Regions from separate parts of the Anser cygnoides genome. Here region 2 is linked to region 1. Evidence: chromatin contacts called from public Hi-C data. All regions are on one chromosome and are shown on one strand. The core of a region is the stretch at or near the end of the contact, and the rest is flanking DNA. Distances in the headings are between cores, read along the strand shown. Region 1 has its middle 120 kb from the start of CMAS. Region 2 holds the start of ST8SIA1 (ST8 alpha-N-acetyl-neuraminide alpha-2,8-sialyltransferase 1).

Region 1 (4,454 bases), core at 888-3,387:
TTTAGTAGCTTTTAGACTTCCTGCTTCATCCTGCCAAGAGGGTCCCTGGGCAAAACATGGGACATTCAGCTATTTGCAAGACGCACATTAAGAGTGCGTAAACAAGCCATTAAGAAAGGAGTTGTCACAAGAAAGCAGCTCTTTCTGCAGCAATTAAGATGACCTCCACAGAGCAATTAGATATGAGAGGATTGCACTGGCATTCATCTACTATGACCTGATAGATGAAGGTAATCTCTTGCAGTGTGTACTTGTAGCTACAGCTGGTAGTCAGTTTTGGTGTAGGGGGGGTTACTCTTAGTTTCGTAGTCATGCTGTTCACACAGCAGCGGCCAGGAAGAAGCTCTTAGGATCTGTGTTTTTGCAGATGTGGAAATTATAGTTAGGGATTCTCTAAGAAAGGACATGGGTAAATCTGTAAAAGGAAAAACATGGCTAATAAACACTGTTCTGTCTGAGGCAGATGTGTTCAAGACTAACTGGAGGAACAGCATCAGCGAAATGTGTGAAGCCAGAGCAATGGATGAGCATGTTAACCTGTTTTGGAGAAGATCATGTTTTTGTCTAATCAGCAGCATGATTTTTATTAATTTATTTATTTATTTTCGTGAAATGCAGACTGAAAATATCAGGAGGATAAGTCTTTGGACAATATTCCAAATATGTCCTAGCTGGAGCAAAGCAATAATGCAGGGACCCACCCTTGGTGTCTTCCCTCTTCCTTCTCTACATCTAGCTGGTGTCAGCCCTGGCTCTAGTTTTGGTCAGCAACTGAGGCTGACTCAGGACTGGCTCAAGGGAGAGATCCTACTGTGATGGAGGTGGTCACCTAGTGACTGGCTTGGAAATGTCAAACAGTTGAGAACAACACATTTCAGTTTTGCTGAAATATTTTTTTTTTTGCAAAAAGAAAAATGAGGTGTAGCAGGATGTCTTATTCCCATGAGGAGCTCAAGAGAAAATCAGTGGAAATCTTTTTTTGCTTGATTTTAACTAGCTTTGAAAGAGTGAAGGAGGACCTATACTCATTTTCTCTCTTAAAGTCACCCTCCTGCAAAGCTGATGTCATCTGTCTCAATCTATCTGTAATTTAGCCTGCAGCTCATTTTTTATGTAGATAGATACAGCCTCTTTCATTTTTTGATTTACTATTTTCTTCTCTCTCCTTTTTTTAAAAAAAAAATAGTTGTTGTTTGTATCCACTTCAATCATAGCTTACCATTTAAAACAATTTTTTTCTCTTCTTTAAAAAAAAAAAAACAAAAAACAAACAACCAAAACAAAACAGAAAAACAACAGAATGACAGCTGTGGCATGCTGGTCTGAAGGCCGCAGGGAAGCAGAGGTCCTCAGCCCTGCTGCCGAGGTTGCAAACTCATGCTGCTGGCACCCAACATGGGGTAGGCAGCTGCTTGCTGGGGTCTCTAGTTCAGCTGGTAGCAGCTCTCCAGAAACTGCACCTGGTGGTGATGCCTTTGGGTTAGCACAATCTTGTGGCTGTCAGTCTTACCAATTATGCTTAACTGGTGAAGGTACGGAGCTGCACAGGAGGCCATGGATGCAGCAACGTGATCCAGATTTTGAACTAGAAACAGTTGATCCCATATTTTCTCATACTAACAGGTTGCCTTCTACAACTCTTCCACCATGCCTGGTTTTTAGGCTCCGAGTTATTTCTGATACTATGCATGTCCCAATTCATCCGGTGCAATTATTTCTCTCACTTCACTTTTCAAATGTTTTCGGTTTACTACTGTGCTTTTTCATTTACTTTTCCTGTATTTAATGCTTTCCAACACAAATATCTTATTAATTTTTATTTTATTTATCTAAGGATTTTTTTGGTCATTCATATTCCTATTTTATTTATCTCAATTTACATTAAGACCATTTTCCTGTTTGCAACATCCATATATTTGTAGCTTACCATGACTAGTCTGCTGTGAGTAGTACTAGAATGATTTATTTTGTGACCAGAACTGCAATTTGCCTCCTTCCAGTTCCTAAATTAGCTGCCATCTTTAATAAAGTCAAATATTTTACAGCACAAAAATAAAACATCTTCACATCTATTCACCTCTGGGTTATCCTCAGTCATTTCCCTGCAGCTGCTTTCCTGGCCGTGGAGCTCCCAAGGAAACACTGCCCCCCGATGTTGCAGACAGGACGAGTTTTGCTAGTCCAAATCCAAACTCGGCAGTTGTGCTCAGCCAGAATTTTTTTTTTTTTTTGGCTGTTTGGAGCACAGATGTTGAAACTGCCTGGGCATTTTCCAAAGCTGGCTCCTGCCGTGTGGCAGCCGACATTACCCTCACTGGAGCATAGGCAGAGCAGTGAAGATCTCCAGGGAGAAAACTGCTTTCTGGGGAGCACCTGTCCACATCAGCATCCTCTGCCAGTGAGAAGCACCTTACATGGGACTGGAGCAGGAGCAGAAAGAGGTGAACCGGAGCAGCCCTTCACTGCTCTCATCACATCCTTAAATGCAGCCATGCGACTGACAGGGATTTTTCTTCCTTTCAAAGGGCAATTAAGCCTTTGTTCTTTTGTTCTTGCTCATGTTAGCCTGGTAGAAGTGGAGAAAATAGTAGCAAAACAGTTATTTTTCTGTATATTCATTACATTCTCATGAAATCAAAGCTACTCACAGGCCCGAACTGCCTGTAGGTTACTGCAGGCTATTGCAAGGTTATTGTGCTCAGACTGACACCCTATCTCAGTATACAGCTCTCTCATGGGAGCAGTGCAACAGCACCTACACAGAGGTGCCTTTCTGCAGCACTTACTTAGAGAGTACTCCCCTCTAAAAGGTAGAGCTGAGAACGTGGGAGTGGACATTGAGCAGCCTCACGAAGAAAGTGGGAATTAAGGATCCCAGGGCTGCTTGATGGGGTTCCTGTGAATGTGAGTTCAATGCCATCCTCATGATGTATGTGTGTGGTAAGCATACCATCCTGGGAAAGAGGAGTTGTCTTTACTTGGATAGCATGCCTTACTCAGGGAAACATACTTTTATATATCCTAGTGCCTCCACAGGAGAAGGTGCTGCTTCTGGAAGAGCTGGTGGCCCTTGTGGTACTCCATCTGCGCTGTATTTCAGGGGCTGCTTAGTGCTTCAGAACAATTTAGAATGGAAAGTCATTATTGTTTTCCAGGCATTACTGGGAAGATGAGAGAAGCACCTGGTTCTTACTATATAACAAACAGGGATACATACTGCAGGCTGGGTGCCATAATTTCACACGCTTTGCTCTGCAGCTGAGAGACATCTTTTAATAGAATACATTTTTACAGCTCCCTGGAGTCCTGCTGTTCACTTCTTCGATTTGTTTTTGTCTCTCATTTCTCTCTCTTTTTCTTTTAATGTCTCAAGACCTACTTAAAAGAGAGAGGAGTTTTTGTTGGTTTCCTTTCTAAAACAAGCTGACAATCCTGTATACCAAGACATTCTCCTGCACAGGTGCTCTTACTCTTTAAGTCTCTTTTGGTTCATTATGTGTTGTTTGGGAGGAGGTCTGAAATAAGGTATGATAATCCCCTGACTCTCATCCCACAATACAGGTGTTGACACTGAGGCATTCACCAGCACATGTAGCCCACCCCTACTGGCAATGTTTTTCTGGGCTATCCAATGTCTGGGGTCCCTTTTCCTCCATTGTGCAGCAGTGTACAATGAAATAATTCCTGTAGCCATTCCAGGTGGCATTTTCAAGCCTTAGATTGTGTTCTGCAGGGAGGTGGGATCTTCCCCTCTCCTGTCACTGATGTTGAAAGTCTCTGTCTTGCATGTTTCTGCATGGCTAAACTAGCAGGCCCCTCTGCACACAAGCAAGGCCAGCCAACCCCAACATCCCTGCCTGTTTCTGCACTCCTTGGACAGAGGTAATTTTTGATTTGGCAAAGCATTAAATTTTCTAACTTAGAAATCTGTGAAGAAATTGGAGTGTCAGCAGGTAATTTTATAGCTCTTGGGTTTCTTTCTGTAGCTGTAAATAGCAGAAGAGGCAGACCAAGATTTGTCCCCTCTGAGGATTCTGAATGCTCAAGTGATAAAAGTCAAGGCTGTAAATCCTACCTGTATGTGTTATCAGCTAATACTGAAAAACAGATTAAACCAGTATGTTATAATTAAAACAGAAATCTAACAAGCAGAGCCCTGTGGACAAAATGTGGTATTGTACATTGACTAGGAATGCCTGCAGAAATTTTTACTTTTTATAACTTCAGTGACAGGATGACTTGTGAGTGATATTTATTAAAATAGTGATCTTCTAGATGCTCTGTCTCAGAACAATAAATCAACCAGTGTATCAATCTAACACATTTTTGAGAATTGACTGACAAGTTAAGAACTTGGGTACCTTCCTTTCCCTATAATGGAGAAATAAATATTCAGAGAGGTCTTGAAAAGGCTTGACTAATTTTAATGTATCGAACCAATTGCTTTTAGAGGT
Region 2 (4,454 bases), core at 552-3,051, 170 kb before region 1:
ATTGAGGTAGTTAAGACTGTTTGCTCGAAAGCAAGATTAATGTTTAGCAGTTTATTCTTATCTTCAGTTTATTCTCCACCTGAAATCATTACCCACAATGTAAAGCATCAGTACGCTTTTCTTTCAGGGCTCACTGTCAGAAGGTAAGGAAAGAAGACATTTCTACCTGTATAATAACAGAACGAGGCCAGACATTTTCAGTTCTCTGTGCCATGTCAGTAACAACATAACAGGCTCTGCCTCATCTCTGTCTTGGTACATCTGGCTCCTTGTGGGCTGTAGGCAGGAAATGGTGAAGGAGTTAACAGCCATTGCACTAGACAGACTGTGGACTGTTATAAATTCAGTGAACAGCCTGGGGGCTTGAGGCTGAAAGATATTCAGAAAAAAAAAAAAGGAAAGAAAAAAAAGAGGAAAGGCTTAGGAATACTTTATAGGTTCACAAACAAAAAATACCCCCAACCCTGCATCTAATTGTGTAAGGGCAGAAATCCTTTATTAAAAGAAATGATCCCTCCCTACACTACTTAAGGAGGGACTACGTTACCAAAGAAACTAGCAAATAACTGCATCTATTTCATTTCTACTTACTTCATTGCATCCAGTTTGGACGGTCAAAGAATAAGCCATTTCTACTTTCTTTTTGTTCCTTTTTCCACTTTCTGGTTTCCCAAGTGACATCAAGACTCAGGTTTGTCTCTCTTCTCAGCTAAAGGTGAGCAACGAGGCAGAATTTAATTTGGAGTTCATGGTTTTGCACATTTACACAAAAATGCACAGTTTTGCACATTTTAATAATTTTTACTTTTGATAAGTCTAGCTAACTACATTTTGAATAAGTCTCCCTAAAGATCATAGAATCATAAAGGCTGGAAAAGACTCCAAGATCACCCAGTCCAACCATTACGCTACTACCAATATCACCCACTAAACCATGTCCCCTAAGCACCCAGTCCAACCTTTCCTTGAACACCCCCAGGGACAGATTGATTAGTTCTGTTTGTTTTTAGTAGAGTTGATTGGACAGTTTTATGTTACTGTTGGTAAATAGCTTCCTCACCAAAAATACAAGTTTACTTAGGGAGGATGTAAACATCTGTTCTACTTGGAACATATTTGTCAGGTGTTGGCCAGGAACACATTGCTCGATTTCTTTTCCCATTTGGTCTGAAGAGTGCAGCTCTAATGCTCTAGACAGCTCTGCTGTGTAAGGTGTGAATGAAAACAATATTTGTTACGCAGTAATAGGTCTCGGACATGAGAGGCTGTAAATGTCCTCTCGCATCCTTGGATCTCCCAAGTTACAAGTAGCTGTGGGTACACACGGACGTAACGGCGCTGTCAGTCGGAGCCCGCTCCCCTCTTACACGGGCCACTCCCTGTCAGGTTCTCGAGTCATCCAGCACCCCCCAGCCTTTCCAGGCTCAGCTCTGGCGGGCCACTTCTTCCCTCCCAGCTGCAGCCCCGAGCCGGGGGCTGCTCCTCGCCAGCTGGCTCCCGGTGGCAGCCACGAGGCGGTGGCTCGGGCTGGCTCCGCGGGCGAGAAGATGGCCGCCAGGGCGCGCTGCGGCGCCGGCCCCCGGCGGGAGCGCCGCTGCCGGGCGGTGCGGCGGCTCCCGGGGAGGAGGCCGGGACTGCGGGGGGCTCGGCGGCGGCTCCTCGGCCCCGCGCAGGGGCCGGGAGGTGCCTCGGCCCCGGTGCGAGCGGAAGGAAGCCCCGGCGCGGGGCTAAGCCCGCACAGGCTGAGCGAGAGAAGGGGCCGGGGTGGAAATTTACTGGGGCGGCCCGCAGCGGAGAGCGGGGCGGGGAGGCGGAGGGAGGGGAGCATCGCCTCGCCTCGCCTGGCGGGCAGAGCGAGGGACCAAATGCCTGTGAGGAAGGGGGCAGCAGCCACCGCCGAGAGAGGAGCCAACCGCGGCGCAGCCCCCGGGAGGAGCCCGGCCGGGCTGCGATGGCCGCGGGCAGCGGGCGCCGGGCCGGGCCGCCGGGCATAGGGCGGCGAGGCTGGGCGGCCCCCGCACGGCGAGGGCCTGATGCAGGAGCTGCAGCCCGGCGCCGCGGCGGCGCTGCGGGCGGAGGAGGAGGAGGATGGCGGGGCTGGCGTGGAAGTGGCCGCGCACCCGCCTGCCCGTAGGGGCCAGCGCCCTGGGCGTCTTCGTCCTCTGCTGGCTCTACGTCTTCCCCGTCTACCGGCTGCCCGACGAGAAGCGAGATCGTGCAGGGGGTGCTGCTGCAGCAGGGGCAAAGCGTGGAGGAGGAACCACACTGCGGTCGCCGGCTTCAGGTACCGCCGGCTCAAGGGCGGCCGGGGACGGGCACCCTCACCGCCCCAAACTTTGCGCTGCCAGCCCCGTCCCTCCGCTGCTGCCGCCCCCAGCCCGGTCCCGACCCTTTCTGCTCTGCCAAACTTTTGTGGGGCTCGTCCTGGGCCGAGCAGGCAAAGGGCCGGAGTGCAGCCGGGTGCTCCTGCGGCAGGGAGGGCTTTCTGGGCGCCCCTGGCCTGAAAGGGGTGCGGAAGAGATTTGCCTTCCGCTGAAGCCCGCTCGAGCGGCTGGGTGAAATGCAGACAGCTGCGGGGTCTCCCTTCCCCTCCAGGTGGGAAGCTGGGTTTTCTCCTTGTCCTCTAAGCAGCAGATGAAAGATCAGAGTCAGTGGTAACCGGGCTGCCTGCAAAAAGACTCCCTTTCTTTAGTAAATGCCACAGTGAATCAGATCCCAGTTCCTAGGGGCTTCTGTTCTGGCGTACAGCTTTATTTGGTGTTCTTCTTTGTTTTGTGAATGCAGCTCAACTTGTGTTTGCCGTGAACTGGAGCTGGCATGTGATTGCTTACTATCTTGTCTGCTGGGATAGCAGAAACTTTGCAGTTCTTCAAAAGCACACCCTTCAGCACCTGGAGCTTGCAGGAAATATAAGCAATGAGAGATGATAAATGGGCTTGTGTTAATAGAATCTAGGCCTGAAAGAAGTCCTCCCTTTAATACAGAGCTAACAATGAGGTTCTGATGTAGAATCCTTGTTCTAGAGCACAGGATATAAAACTGGAATAAACTGGGTTGGTCTCCTCAGTTATTAATTTATCTTAATTCTTTTGTGCCACAGATTTACATTTTTTAGGTAGATTAATCATTTTTTTAAAAAAATTAACCTGATAGGTGATATAGGAGAGAGCTTGATGCATTATTTCTCATGTTTGTAAGCCAAATGTTGCTTTGAAGGGTGACACAGCTGCTGCAACTTCAGTTTAAAAAATATTTTTTAGTCTATTTCAGCCACATGGTTTACAAACACAAACTCTGTGTGGCTTCTCAACTATTCCACCTGCCCAGATATTTTTCCACTGTCTAAGCGTAGTGGTTATCTCAAGGATGCTTACAGAAGAGAATATCTTGCAATAAAGTGAGCTGTGGTTTCTCGTCTGTGTCTTGCTCAGTTGGTGCAGTGCTAAATACAATTAACTTTAAATCAATCTGCTTTAGGAATTAATGCTTTTTTAAAGGAAATTTTCACTGGAGATATGTAGTGAATATACCAAAATAGTCAAACAATAGTGATGTAGAACTCTGAATTCTTGCTGAGTAGATTTGCTGCTCTTAACATTGGTAGAAAGCTATGAAATTAAAGTCCTTGTCAGGTAAACTTCTCTATATTGTAATACCATCAACAGAAACAATGATGTTCTTTGCTACCATTCTTTTCTTTTTATGTAAGAGCATTGTAAAGCTCCAAGTTTCAGTTTGTACTGGAAACTCTCTATGAATGCAGGTCTCTGTTTTAAGTGGTGAGCAGGTATAGAGCTTTGTAGACAACCTCTGTGCGGACTTTGAAGTAATACTGCCTTCCATAATAGCCTAATATTGGGTGGGTTTCCATAAGATAGTATCCTTATTTAAGAAGGACATGGATTGCTATTCTCTCTAGCGCTCCTGCACACAGGAGGTTGTGAAACAATTTTGGCTGTGCACAGTTCTGAAGAACAAATCTGTACTTCTGCTAAAAATCTGTATGAGGAAGTACAAGATTTTCCATTACTGTGCTTGCATATATTTCTTTGTATAATACTATATTGTATAACATGGTACATTATAAGTGTTCAAATAGCCAGGTTCTTGCTACGTAGTGAAAATATCTGACACCTCTGCATCTCTCTTCCTATAAACTCACTTGGCTCCTATTGTTGAAGTAGATGATGGTTGTCCCCAGGTAGTTAACTTTATCAAAATATATTTTTCAAAACTAGGGAGTGCTGTTCCCTTTGCATTATGTGCCTGATTCAAAGAGCTCTTCAGTGAGTAGCTTAGCAAGGTCAGAGAAAGCACCTCTGCTGATGTGGGCTGAACCCTGGCAGATGAGTGCCAGCAACTCCTTAATCTCCACAGTGGCTCCTTCCTCCTTCAGAAACCCTATAAAAAGGTCTAACTGATGTATGCTCGTGTTTATGCAGGTATATGCGCTG

What was found. A called contact is a pair of places that touch in the nucleus more often than the background predicts.
Region 2: a contact with region 1 is called in a Hi-C map of liver, with 2.7 times the contacts expected there. The contact joins the promoter of ST8SIA1 here to the enhancer-like site in region 1. A contact is called at or near these places in 2 of 7 Hi-C or Micro-C datasets (granulosa cells and liver).

What each region holds. Positions count from the first base shown.
Region 1 is chr1:77,840,409-77,844,862 of Taihu_goose_T2T_genome, reverse strand. No RefSeq gene overlaps it. Among named protein-coding and RNA genes, the nearest start is that of CMAS, 120 kb to the right of the region's middle. Within about 2 kb of position 2,137, at least 1 of the 3 cell types and tissues checked has open chromatin away from gene starts, as enhancers often do.
Region 2 is chr1:78,005,516-78,009,969 of Taihu_goose_T2T_genome, reverse strand. ST8SIA1 (ST8 alpha-N-acetyl-neuraminide alpha-2,8-sialyltransferase 1) reads left to right here and starts at 1,801. Exons shown (of 6, transcript XM_048053923.2): 1 at 1,801-2,284. The coding sequence starts at 2,034.